2 separate regions of the Macaca mulatta genome follow, and region 2 is linked to region 1. The links are chromatin contacts, called in public Hi-C maps. All regions are on one chromosome and are shown on one strand. Each heading gives the region's core, a stretch centred on a gene start, on an enhancer-like site or on the middle of the called end of the contact. The rest is flanking DNA. Distances are from core to core; before and after follow the strand shown. Region 1 holds the start of TMEM43 (transmembrane protein 43). Region 2 holds the start of XPC (XPC complex subunit, DNA damage recognition and repair factor).

The links. A called contact is a pair of places that touch in the nucleus more often than the background predicts.
Region 2: a contact with region 1 is called in a Hi-C map of cortical neurons, with 3 times the contacts expected there. The contact joins the promoter of XPC here to the promoter of TMEM43 in region 1. A contact is called at or near these places in 5 of 14 Hi-C or Micro-C datasets (CD4 T cells, blood, cortical neurons and 2 more).

The regions. Positions count from the first base shown.
Region 1 is chr2:152,926,590-152,932,224 of T2T-MMU8v2.0, forward strand. It overlaps TMEM43 (transmembrane protein 43), which reads left to right and starts at 1,256. Exons shown (of 11, transcript XM_077993533.1): 1 at 1,256-1,438. The coding sequence starts at 1,427. It overlaps CHCHD4 (coiled-coil-helix-coiled-coil-helix domain containing 4), which reads right to left and starts at 1,000. Exons shown (of 3, transcript NM_001198709.1): 1 at 897-1,000. The coding sequence starts at 918.
Region 2 is chr2:152,977,561-152,983,073 of T2T-MMU8v2.0, forward strand. XPC (XPC complex subunit, DNA damage recognition and repair factor) reads right to left here and starts at 4,091. Exons shown (of 16, transcript XR_013414215.1): 1 at 3,959-4,091. LSM3 (LSM3 homolog, U6 small nuclear RNA and mRNA degradation associated) reads left to right here and starts at 4,295. Exons shown (of 4, transcript NM_001261364.1): 1 at 4,295-4,368. The coding sequence starts at 4,348.

The DNA of each region.
Region 1 (5,635 bases), core at 6-2,505:
GGGGTTAGGTAGGAGCTTAGGGCCAAGGAGTCAGTTTGTGGCAGTGTGTGGGGAGGCCCTCCGACCTGTGGCTTGGGTACTTCTGAGCTCTTGGGTAGAGTAACATCAAGGAAGCATTAGGTGGTTGGAGCTCAACTTTGGGGTGGGAGGTAGGCAGGGTTCTCCCTGCAATCCACTGGGCACTAGATTGGAAAAGGCTGTTCTGGGGTCACAATGCCCAGGCTCAAACCCCGGTTCCACGATTTGCTGGCTGAGTGGCTTTAGCCAAGTCTCCTGTGTCAGACTTTACTCTTCAGTAAAATGTGACCAGTAACAGAGTCTGACTTACAAAGGGCGCAGCGAGATCAATGAGACAAGCCACGTAAGTTTCCTTGAACAGTGCCTGATAGGTAGCAGGGGGCTCAAAAACATTCCCGTTAGTAGAACTCCTAGCACAACTCCTAGCACCCCAGCACAGCACACGCTACCCCCAGTAGCAACTTTTCGGGACCCGCCTTTTAAAGGCGCGTGCAAAATGGCAACACGTGGGGTATGGCAGGAGCGGTAGTAATAATTAACATACATTCCCAGTTACGAGCCACACGCAACGTGCTCGGCATTTCCCGTGCCCCAACCCGGCCTAGTTTACGACTTCCCACGCACAGGCCCCTCTGAGGTCAGGGTTCGGGCTTCACTGTGACCTTGGACCAGTCCCGTTCCCCCGAGAGCTTCGGTTTTCTCATTCGCAAAACACGAGTGGCGACCCCCCAGCCTGCCCGCCTCCGAGTGTCCCAGGGTGGGCAACCGGGCCGCGCCTCGGGTGGCCCGCGCCTGCGGCGTGGTAGCGGGGCGCCGGGGCCCGCGTGTCTCCCGCAGGCCCTCGTAGGCCGGTCTCCATGGCAGCCCGCCCTCCCTACCTTCCTGCCGGCAATAGGACATGGCTGCAGCCCGTCCCTGAGACCTTGCAGAAGCGGCAGTGGCGGTAGCTGCAGCTTTACGCCGTGACCTCCTCTCCTCAGGCAGGGCGGGCGCCTCCGAAGCCCGCGCGGACCCGCCCCCTCCAGGCCTGCCCGCCGCGCGCCTGCCTCGGCGCCCTCTTAACCGCGGCCAGGCCCACCTCAGCCGGAAACTACATTTCCCAGCAGGTCGCGAGCCCCACAGCAGCTCGCCAGGCAGTAGAAACTACATTTCCCAGAAAGCTTTGCAGTGCGCAGGCGCATCAATGAGGTACTGTAATGTCCCTGACCCGTTTCCAGGTCTCGCCGTGCGCATGCGCAGAAACACTGGGCACACGGGGCGGTAACTGCAGTAAGTCCCGCCTGGTCTTGGAGTCCACGCGGATTTTCGAAGCTGGGGCTGGCAAGAGGCCGCTGGACTCCGCGCTCCAGTCGTCAGCCCACTTCCTAGCTGAACAGCGCGAGGCGGCGGCAGCGAGCCGGGTCCCACCATGGCCGCGAATGTGAGTGTCCCCTGGCCAGCCGGGCCACACCCAGGCTTCTCCGTCGCCCTGGGGCTCTTCCCCGGGGCCCTCTGGGTCCGTTTCGCCGTCTGGAGCTCCTCCCTGCGGCTGGGCCCGCATCTCCCTCTGCGCGCCGTGTCGGTGCCTTCGCCAGCTCATCCCTCTGTTAATCTCTCGAACCGTCCAGACTTCTTTTGTCCGTGTTCTTTGGTCCGCCTAGTCCTCGGCGTTCGTGCGGAGGCGGACTCGGAGGTGTTGCTCCCGCACTACGATCTGCTTGTACGCCTCTCCGCGGCTCCTCCTTGCATTCCTAGTTCCCTCCTGTATCTTGGGGCCCTGAAGCCGTCCCAAGGTTGCGCATTATGAGAGCTGGACGGGAGCTCAGAGAGGGGGCCATTCCCTTGGGAGGGAGGAAGGCGACCCAGCCCAAGTGGAGCTGTCCAGCAATGGACGGATAGGGCTGTCCAGGCGGGCAGAGAGCTCCCCGCTCTAGGGAGGCTGTGTAAACCGAGGCTGTGATGCTGCAAAAAGCTTAGGCTGGGCTGGGAGCGAAGGAGTTAGGGGGAGAGGGAGCATTTCTCTACTGTCGGGGCCCCTCCTCCTCCTAGCAAGGATTTGGTTGGAGAAGGCCTGGCTGAGGGCTGTTCCTTCAAGGCCTCTTCTCCCTGCAACTAGCCTTTCTCGGGAAACTATTTAAGCCCAACATTCATTCAGCACACCAAGCAGCGCCTCCTACCAGGGCGCTGGATGTGGGAGAAGCTGGTGACTCACTTCTCCCCTCCTCTGTGAAAGTGCTTCTAGGGCCTGCTTAGGAGCCCAGCCAGCCCCAGACACACCCTCCCTCCTGCTTTGGTAGAGTGTCCTAGCAGCTCTCCCCTTGCCTGTCACACCCTATTTCCAGACGCCGCCTCTGTCCCCAAGCGTCCTCTCTGCCTCCCACACCCCTTGAGAGGCCAGGGTGTGCATCACCCACAGTCCTAGTACACTCTGTCTCGGGTTAGTATCATCTACACTCCCAGGACACTTTGGGCCCACAGGAGGGTTAGAAGCCTTGAATGGTGTACCTAGAAAGGCCTCAGAGGTATTCCGAGAGACTCAGGCTCGGCCAGGAGAGAGGGCAGACAGGAGACCAGCCTGTTTGTAGTATGTGGACTCTGTCTGCTCCCATCACCACCACCACCATATTTTACAGATGGTGAACTTCCCCAGCAGGGGAAGGCACCTGCCCAAACTCTTGTGGCCAGCTTGGCATGCTGCAAAGGGCAGGCTTTGGAGTTAGGGAGACCTGGGGGCAATCCAGATTCTTCCACCCAGTAGATGTGTGGCTTTCATCTCTCCAGGTTTATGTAGCCTCATGGATCAGTTACTGTGACATTTAAGGGAGACTGCTTAGCACAGTGCCTGGTGTGTCGTAGGTACCTAATACTTGAAAACTAGCCTGTCATTGCAGAGGGGAGCACAGATGGTCCCAGTGAATAGAGATCGTCTTGGGTACATTGAGACCTGGCCCCTCACCAAGGAACATACATGCATTTGAGTATCCTCTGCTGCCAAGCATTTGTTGATTCATCCAGTAGCTGGGTATACATTTACAGCAGCCACTAGGCTGGGTGAGGAAGAAGATAGTGGGATGGAGTAGGGAGGCAACAGAATTCTCAATCAGTATAGCAGCAGCAGTACCGATGGTGAAGGTACTATTCCCCTCTCTACTTTATAAGTGAGTAAACAGAATCAGAGAGGTAGAGCAATTTACCCAGGCTTCACAGCAAGTGATTGGTGAACCTGGGCATCGAACCCAGTTCTGTTCATTTCCAGGGCTTATGTGTCAGCCTCTGTTCCCACCACTCATTGCTCATTTCTTCTGAGTCCTGAGTGCTGGGACTGGGAGGGGATGTGTCACTGGGGATGTCTGTGTGTGTGTGTGTTTACATTTGTGTGTATACATGTAATATATATGTATATATAAATATGTGTGTATATATAGATCCTTTATGATCCTCCATGTTTACTGGGAATTTTGGTTCAGAATGTGGGCTGGGTATGTCATGTCACTGCCTACCTCATCCCTCCCCTAGCCTGAGGGGCACCCTCCTGTACCTCTCTTCCTTCCCTCCAAGGCTGTCTTTGAGCCCCTTATCTTGATGCTGGCTGAGGGGACGCCCAAGAGGAAGCCACGCCTCCTTTTCCTGTTGCTGCCTGCAGCCGGCACCCAACATTCAACTCACATTGTAGCCCAAGAGCTGGGGAGCACAGACTGGAATGAGTAATAGGAGAGTAGTCTCCAGTCTGCCCAGATGTGAATCCTAACTCTTCCTCTTAGAAACTGTGTGATCTGGGAAGATGACTTAACCCAAGCCCGATTTTCTTATCAGTGAAATGGGGTGGTTATGGCATCCAGCTCTTTGGGCTTGCGTGTGGGCTGGCCTGTGATAGACCGGCGTGTTTGCCATTGTCATCATTATGATGGTCACCTGCCTGCCTGTGGTGATTCCCTCCCTTAATGTTTCCAAATGGTATAGAAAGTCAAGATGACTTCTGGATTCATGGACATCTGGTCACTGGAGGCCTTGGCTGGTGATATTCAAAGACAATCAGAACGTGACATCAGCTTTGTCCAAGCAGAGACTCTGACTCAAATCACTCCTCTGGCCCCTAGTGCCAGGATGGGGCACTGTCTTAGCTGGGCCCCACTTTATATCTTTGTGACTTTTGTCAGCTCACTCCCAGCCTGGTGCCAGCCCACTATCAGTTGTAGAGAAATCTGGTAACATTCCCACTAGCTAACATGTGTAGAGTGCTTACCAAGGCCTCGGCCCTGAGCCCCCCAATAACTATGTTCTTTGCTTCTCACCACAACCCTATGCACAGAGGAAATGGAAAGCACAAAGTGGTGAAATTGCTTTTGCCCAAGACCCTGTAGCTGGTGTGTGGCACAGCATAGATTCAAACCCAGTTCTTCTGGCTCCAGAATCCTGCCCTAGACGATGACGCTTTTGATCAGCAGTGGATGCACCCCAAATCATGCCTGTGTTATTGACCAAAGCCTGATCCACTCACCCTTGAGTTTGAGGCCCACTGTGAACCTGCCCAGAAATGCCTAGCTCCAAGCCCTTTCTTCCTCCATCCCTCCCACAACCCAGCCAAAGCAGATAGGCAGCTGCTCCCCCAGGACCACTTCCTACTTCTTCATCACTGCTGACATGGTTCTCCCTTTAGGGATGCTCTTCCCCTAAGGTCTGTCTCTAAGATTCCACTCAAATGCCCCCTCCTCCAGGGAGCCTGCCTTGATACCCCAGCTGGAAGGGGTCACTCCTTGAGCACTGAGTCCACCCCTCTCACAAGACACTCTGTATGACCTTCTAGTATTGTTTATGGTTGTGACCTCACTGCCCTAAGACTGTCTACTTCTGACCCCACAAGGGCTAGCACTGCCCTCAGAAAGCTCAGCCACTGTTTGCTGAATTTAATTAAAAATACCTCTCTAATAACCTCTTTGTAAAATAGCCTGGCAGTTTCATAAACACACATCTTCTCTGTGAGCCAGCAGTTGTACTCCTAGGTATATTCCTACAGGAGATGAAAGCACACGTCTGCATAAAGGTTCATGTATGAATGTTCACAGCAGCGTTATTCATAATAGCCAAAACCTGGAAGCTGCCAAGATACCCATCCACTGACGAATGATTCAGCACATTGTGGTATAGTCATAAATGGAATACTACTCAGCCCTGAAAAGGAACAAACTCCTGATAAACACCACAACGTGGACGAATTGCAAAAGCAGTGCTCTGAGTCCAAGAAGCTGGGCAGAAAGGAGTTGGTGCCCTGATTCCATTTTTCTCAAGTTCTAGAAGAAACAAAACTAATCTACAGTGGGAGAAATTCAAATTCAGATTCTCCCCATCCCTACCAGTTACCTCTGGTTGGTGGAGAGGGGGAGAGTTGGCAGGAAAGGGGCACAAAGAAACTTTTTGGGGAGATGGAAATATTTTGTACCTAGCCAAACTGCACATTGAGTATCTGTGTGTTTTTACCACATACAGTTAAAACTAAAAACAAAACAAAAAAAACTGAGTATAAATAAATAGCAAATTTCATTTATTTTTAAAAAACTAATTTTCCTTCTGTGACTATGTTTCTTTTTCTTCAGTATTCCAGTACCAGTACCCGGAGAGAACATGTCAAAGTTACAACCGG
Region 2 (5,513 bases), core at 2,841-5,340, 54 kb after region 1:
TTCTGTGTTTGAAGAGAAAGGTAGAGGAGTTAAAAAGGAAAGGGGGGAAAAAGGAAACACAAAACTCTGAATCAAAAGGATGTTCATAGTATTCAAAAGCATCTAACAATAATCTGAACATACAACCACGAGATAATTGTTAAGTAACTTAGGGCAGAGCCACACAACAAAATATAATTGAGTCATCCTTTAAGATAAAGAAAAACGATAGATGATGTAATGTTAATCATGCAAAGTTGATTTTACAGCATGCTTTCTGCTATGTAAAAAACAGACTAGAAGGAAACAGACCATTATTTCATGGTGGCTATTTCTGGATGGCAGAAATATGGGTGACTTTCTATTCTTTGCTATTCTTTGGTCCCTAAGCACCTAGAGACTCTTTTCCAGGACTCTCCAAAATCTTGAGTGATCTAATATGCCTAACCAGCCTCCTCGAGCTCAGCGTTCTTTCAGTAGGGCAGGAATTACCACTGTGGTCTGCTTGCCCATCTACTGGGATGTAATAAGAACACCAGAGTAAACCTTCTAGCAGCAACTCACAGCACTCAGAATAAAATTCCAACTCCTTAGCTTGGTATCCAAGCTCAGGCCCCTGCCCACTTCTCCTACCCAGCCCCTCACTCACTGTGTCCAGCCAACTGGCCAAGTTCATTCCCTCCTAAGAGTGTTTAAACACTGTCCTCTCTGCCTAGAACTCTTTTCCCCAGAACTTCCTATGAATGGCTCAAAATTACACTAACTGCCTCAAAATGCCATCTCCTTACAAAGGCCTTCCCTGACACTGATTCCCATTTAGCTGCCCCTTCCCAGCCCCATTTAAATTTGAGGGTTTTTTTTTCCCCCATCTATAGAAGCATTTTCTGCTATGTACCCAAGTAAGTTTTATCACAGCAGTCTTAACACAGGGTGATAGCTCTTACCATTATGTGAATCTGTTTTTTTTTTAACTTGTTATCTGTTCTACTTACCCCTCCCCACAGATTATAATCATGAGAGCAGGTGCCTCACCTGTCTTGTTCACCACTATTATCCTAGTACCTGGAACAGTGCCTGAAAATAGTAGGCGCTCAATAAACAGCTGTTGAAGGAGTTAACGGATTATCACCGAAGGTGTTAACATAGAGAAGAAATGCAAAGAAACCAGAGGTGCTTTAGTAACACAAAGGAAATCATGTGGAAGCCTGTTTTCTTTTTTCCTATTTGTCGAAAGCAGCCAAGTATCACCTTCATTTGCATGTACAGGGGTGCTGTTAAAACCTACACTATTACAGTGTTAGAAACTACACTGACAGTCACCAAATTATTGTCACCTGCAGCCCAAACCACACTTGCTAAGTCTATGCTTCCCCAACAAACCACCAAACCACAACAAAAGTTGTAACTCTGCAGATTGGAAGCTGCCTTGGGAACTGACTGCTACCTCCTCTGGCTAGCAGAGTAAACTTGGGTGCATCCTTACCTCCATTTAGGCTGAATGACACCAGCTAGCCCAACTAATTACCTAACATGGGTAAAGCTAAAGCTCTTGGCTTTATATGCTATCCCACTGAAAACTTACAGCCACCCTGCAAGGCAGTTATTATAGTTCATAGAAGAAGTTTAGAAGGGCTAAAATACTTGTCCAAAATAATTCACCCAAGTGCATATAACTAAGAATTGAAGCTCTACCAAGCTGGAACCCAGGTGAAGTGTTGAGCTGGGAGGAATGCAGGTAGCATTTCCATCAGATTACAACAATTTTTAATTGCCATATATGCAAATTACATTCTGACTAGAATACCAGCCCCTTTTTTGTGACCCCTTGCTAAAATAGCAACCATCCTTTAAATCACAGATCAAACAACTTCAGAAAGCGTTCCCCGATCATGCTAGTCAAACTTGATTAATCCTTTGGAAGCTACAAAGCCTTGTACCTTCTTCCACAGTATTTAGCACACTCTGCCTTGCATGTCTTACATGCAAATGTCATGTCAACACTACTCTATGATCCTCCAAGATACGCTTATCTCCCATGTCACCTCATTCATGTGCAGCACATAGTACTCAAAATATGTTTTTTGAATGAACGAGTAAATGAATAAAATGGAACCCGAAATACTACATATGAGGTAAATCACCTTCTAAGTTTAGGAATTATTACCATTTGACTATTTTCTAATGGATGATGAACTTATAATCGGTATAGAAACACAGAATCGAGTGTGATAGCCTTTGCTGGTTACCTAATCTACCCAGTTATTTCAGGAGACCCAGAAATTCCTTCTACAGCCTGCATTTTGCAATTATTTAAAATATTTATTGGCCAGGCACAGTGGCTCATGCCTATAATCCCAGCACTTTGGCAGGCCGAGGCGAATGGATCACCTGAGGTCAGGAGTTAGAGACCAGACTGGCCAACATGGCGAAACCCCATCTCTCCTAAAATACAAAAATTAGCCGGGCATGGTGGCAGTCACCTGTAATACCAGCTACTCAGGAGGCTGAGGCAGGAGAATCGCTTGAACCTGGGAGGCAGAGGTCATGCCATTGCACTCCAGCCTCAGCGACAGAGTGAGACTCCATCTCGAAAAAAATAAAAAATAAAAAATATTTATTTAGCACTTAGCCCTACCAATCGACGGGCCCCGCATCCACAGATTCAACCAACCACAGATGAATATATTTCGGGAAAAATAAAACCCACAAATTTTAAAACTATAGTATGACAACTATTTCCATAGCATCTACATTGTATTAGATATTACAAGTGATCTAGAGATGATTTAAAGTATGTCGGAGTATGCGCATAGGTTACATGGAAACACTAGGCCATTTGATACAAGGTACTTGAGCATCACAGGTTTTAGTATCCACGGGGTATCTGGGAAGGACTACCTTAGTTTGCTCAAGGAATGTCTGACTTGAGATTTGAAGAAATCATACCTGGCAAAAGCCATGGTGGGGGGTCACTCTAGGCCGAAGGAATATCAAAGGAAAAGGCTCAAGAAATAACTTGGCATATTTGAGGAAGAGAAAGGAGGCCAATGAGGAGGGTATCTGGCAAGGAAACAAGTGGTAGGAGAAACAGGAGAGGTAGCAAGAGCCAAAACACGTAGCATCTTGCAGGCCAGGATAAGACAACTGGATTTTAAACTAAGAGCAATGGAAAACCAAGGAGAGTTTAAAGCAGGAGCATGGCATGATTTTTTTTTTTTTTTTTAAAGATTATTTGCGTTGCTGGATGCAGAGCTGGGAGGCCAGTCAAGAGGAAACTGCAGTCACTCAACTGAAAGGTGATGGTGACTTGGACAGGGGTTGTGGCCATGGAAATGAAGAGAAGTGGACAAATTTGAAATACAGTCTGAGGCTGAACTGACTGGACTTGCTGACGGGACTGGATGTGTGCACATAAGAAAAAGGTGGACTTTGTTTTATAACAAGTATTGGGACTGGAAAAACGGAGGAAAGCATAGATTTGAAGGGGAAGACCATGAGCTCTGCACTGTCCACGACAAATGTAAGAAGCCTATCCAATATCCACGAGGGGAAGTCAGGTGGGATCCCACTGTGGAACTCTGGGCGAGACTCAGCTGAAGTTATCATTCGGGAGTCAGCACACTGCATCACTCTACGTCCTGGTCCGTCCGTCCGTTTTCCTGGGACACAAATAACTGCCTTCTCCGCGTTCAACCCTGAACATCTGCGCTGTATCCTCTGGACAACGGGGAGCGGGAAAGAAGCTACGCAGGAGCTTGGGTCGGGCGAGGCTCACGGGAAGCCGCTCTGGGTGCAGAGGACAAAGGCGCAGGGACAGCGGGGAGGGCCGGCCGCGGCCTGCCGTGCTGCCCCCACTGCGCGGAACGCGCGCAGCAACCTCCTCCCGGCCTCCGCGTCTGGACTCCCGCCGCCCCTGCCTCTGGGCCTCCTCCGCCCACCGGCAGAGTCTCCCGCGAAGCCCGCTGGGCCACGCTCTCACCCTCCTCCTCCTCACGCCGGGTCTTGCTCTTGGCCTTGGACTTCTGGCTGCGCGTTTCGCGTCCCCGCGGCTCCCCGCCGGCCGCGCGCTTCCGAGCCATATTGCTTGTCGGGGAAAAATCCACTTCGCGAGTGACGCACCAGGCCGCGATGCGTTAGAACGCAGGCCCCGCCCCGAGGCGGGCGCGTCTGGCCACGCCCCTTCGTTGGAGGCCTAGTCACGCCCCCAAAGGAAGCTCCGCCCCATACCCGTGGCCACTAAAAAACCGCGGGAAGCAGGCAAGAGCACAGCAGGTTTCTATTTCCGGTGTATTGTAGCATCACGTTTCCGGAGCTCGGCGTTGCTCTTGTGTTCTCGCGAGAGGCGGGAAAGGGCGCAGGGTTTGAAACATGGCGGACGACGTAGACCAGGTGAGTGAATTTTAAGGCGGTGGCTCGGCGCCGCTTCTTGTACTAAACTGCTTTTTCCAAACGCAGGAAAAATGGCCAGTCGCGCCTCTTCTTTCCAAGTCACACGGCCTAATCCGCCCCATCCTTTCCGTAAACACCCCTGTCCGAATTTTGCTGCAGGCCCTGAGGTCTTTTCCGTTAGAAGGCCACCTGATGACTATTCATCACACTCTTCGCTTTGTTTTTTTAAATCTGTAAATTATTATGCGTGCCTACCTCACGGAGCTGTCAGGATTCCAATAGAAAGCCAGATAATAAAGTTAGGAGTTGTTATTACTGAGCACAACAATTATTTACTCATTCAGCAGAGAGAGTGAACATCAGCTTTGTATGGTTAGACACTGTTCTAAGAGCCAGGGACACTGACATCGATATATAAGTGATCCTTGCCATGACTTGGAGCTTATATTCGCGAGGAGAACAGATAAATATAAATATGTAAGATTTATAGGAACTGTGATGTGCTATGAAGGAAACAAGGAACTGGTATGCAGAATAACAGATGGTCCTAGAAGCTTTTTCACCTGGTCTTTTTCTTCCTCAAATATCTTTGGAGATCATGCTACAACTTAAACTTTCTACTGAAATCTCACCTCCTCAGAGAGGACTTCTGCCCAAATAGCACTCCCCCTACTCTGCTTACCCTGCCTCATTTTTCTTCATAGAACGTTATTTTTTCATATTAAATGTATGCATCTTTGTTTAATGTGTATCTCTCCTGACTAGAATGTAAGTGCCATAACAGTAGGCATTTTGTTTTGTTCATTCTTTTGTCCTTGGGGTTTAGAACAGTGCTGGAAATACTCAACAAATATTTGAGTGAATGAGTTAGATGATCAGAGGAGGCCTCTTTTAAAAGCCAATGTATAAAGCTACAGGATGAAAAAGAACAGAAAGTGGGCATCCCAGACAGAGGCTTAGGTAGCAGTAGAGCTCTGTCATGTGCATATTCTTACAGTATTATAATTATTCATATGCCTATCCACATTAGAATGAGCTCCTTGAGGGTGGAGATTGTGACTTCTGTATCATTGTAATCTAACAGTTGGTTATCTGATCCTTTAACAAACACCTGTTGAACTGAGGGACATAGGGACCAGTTGAGT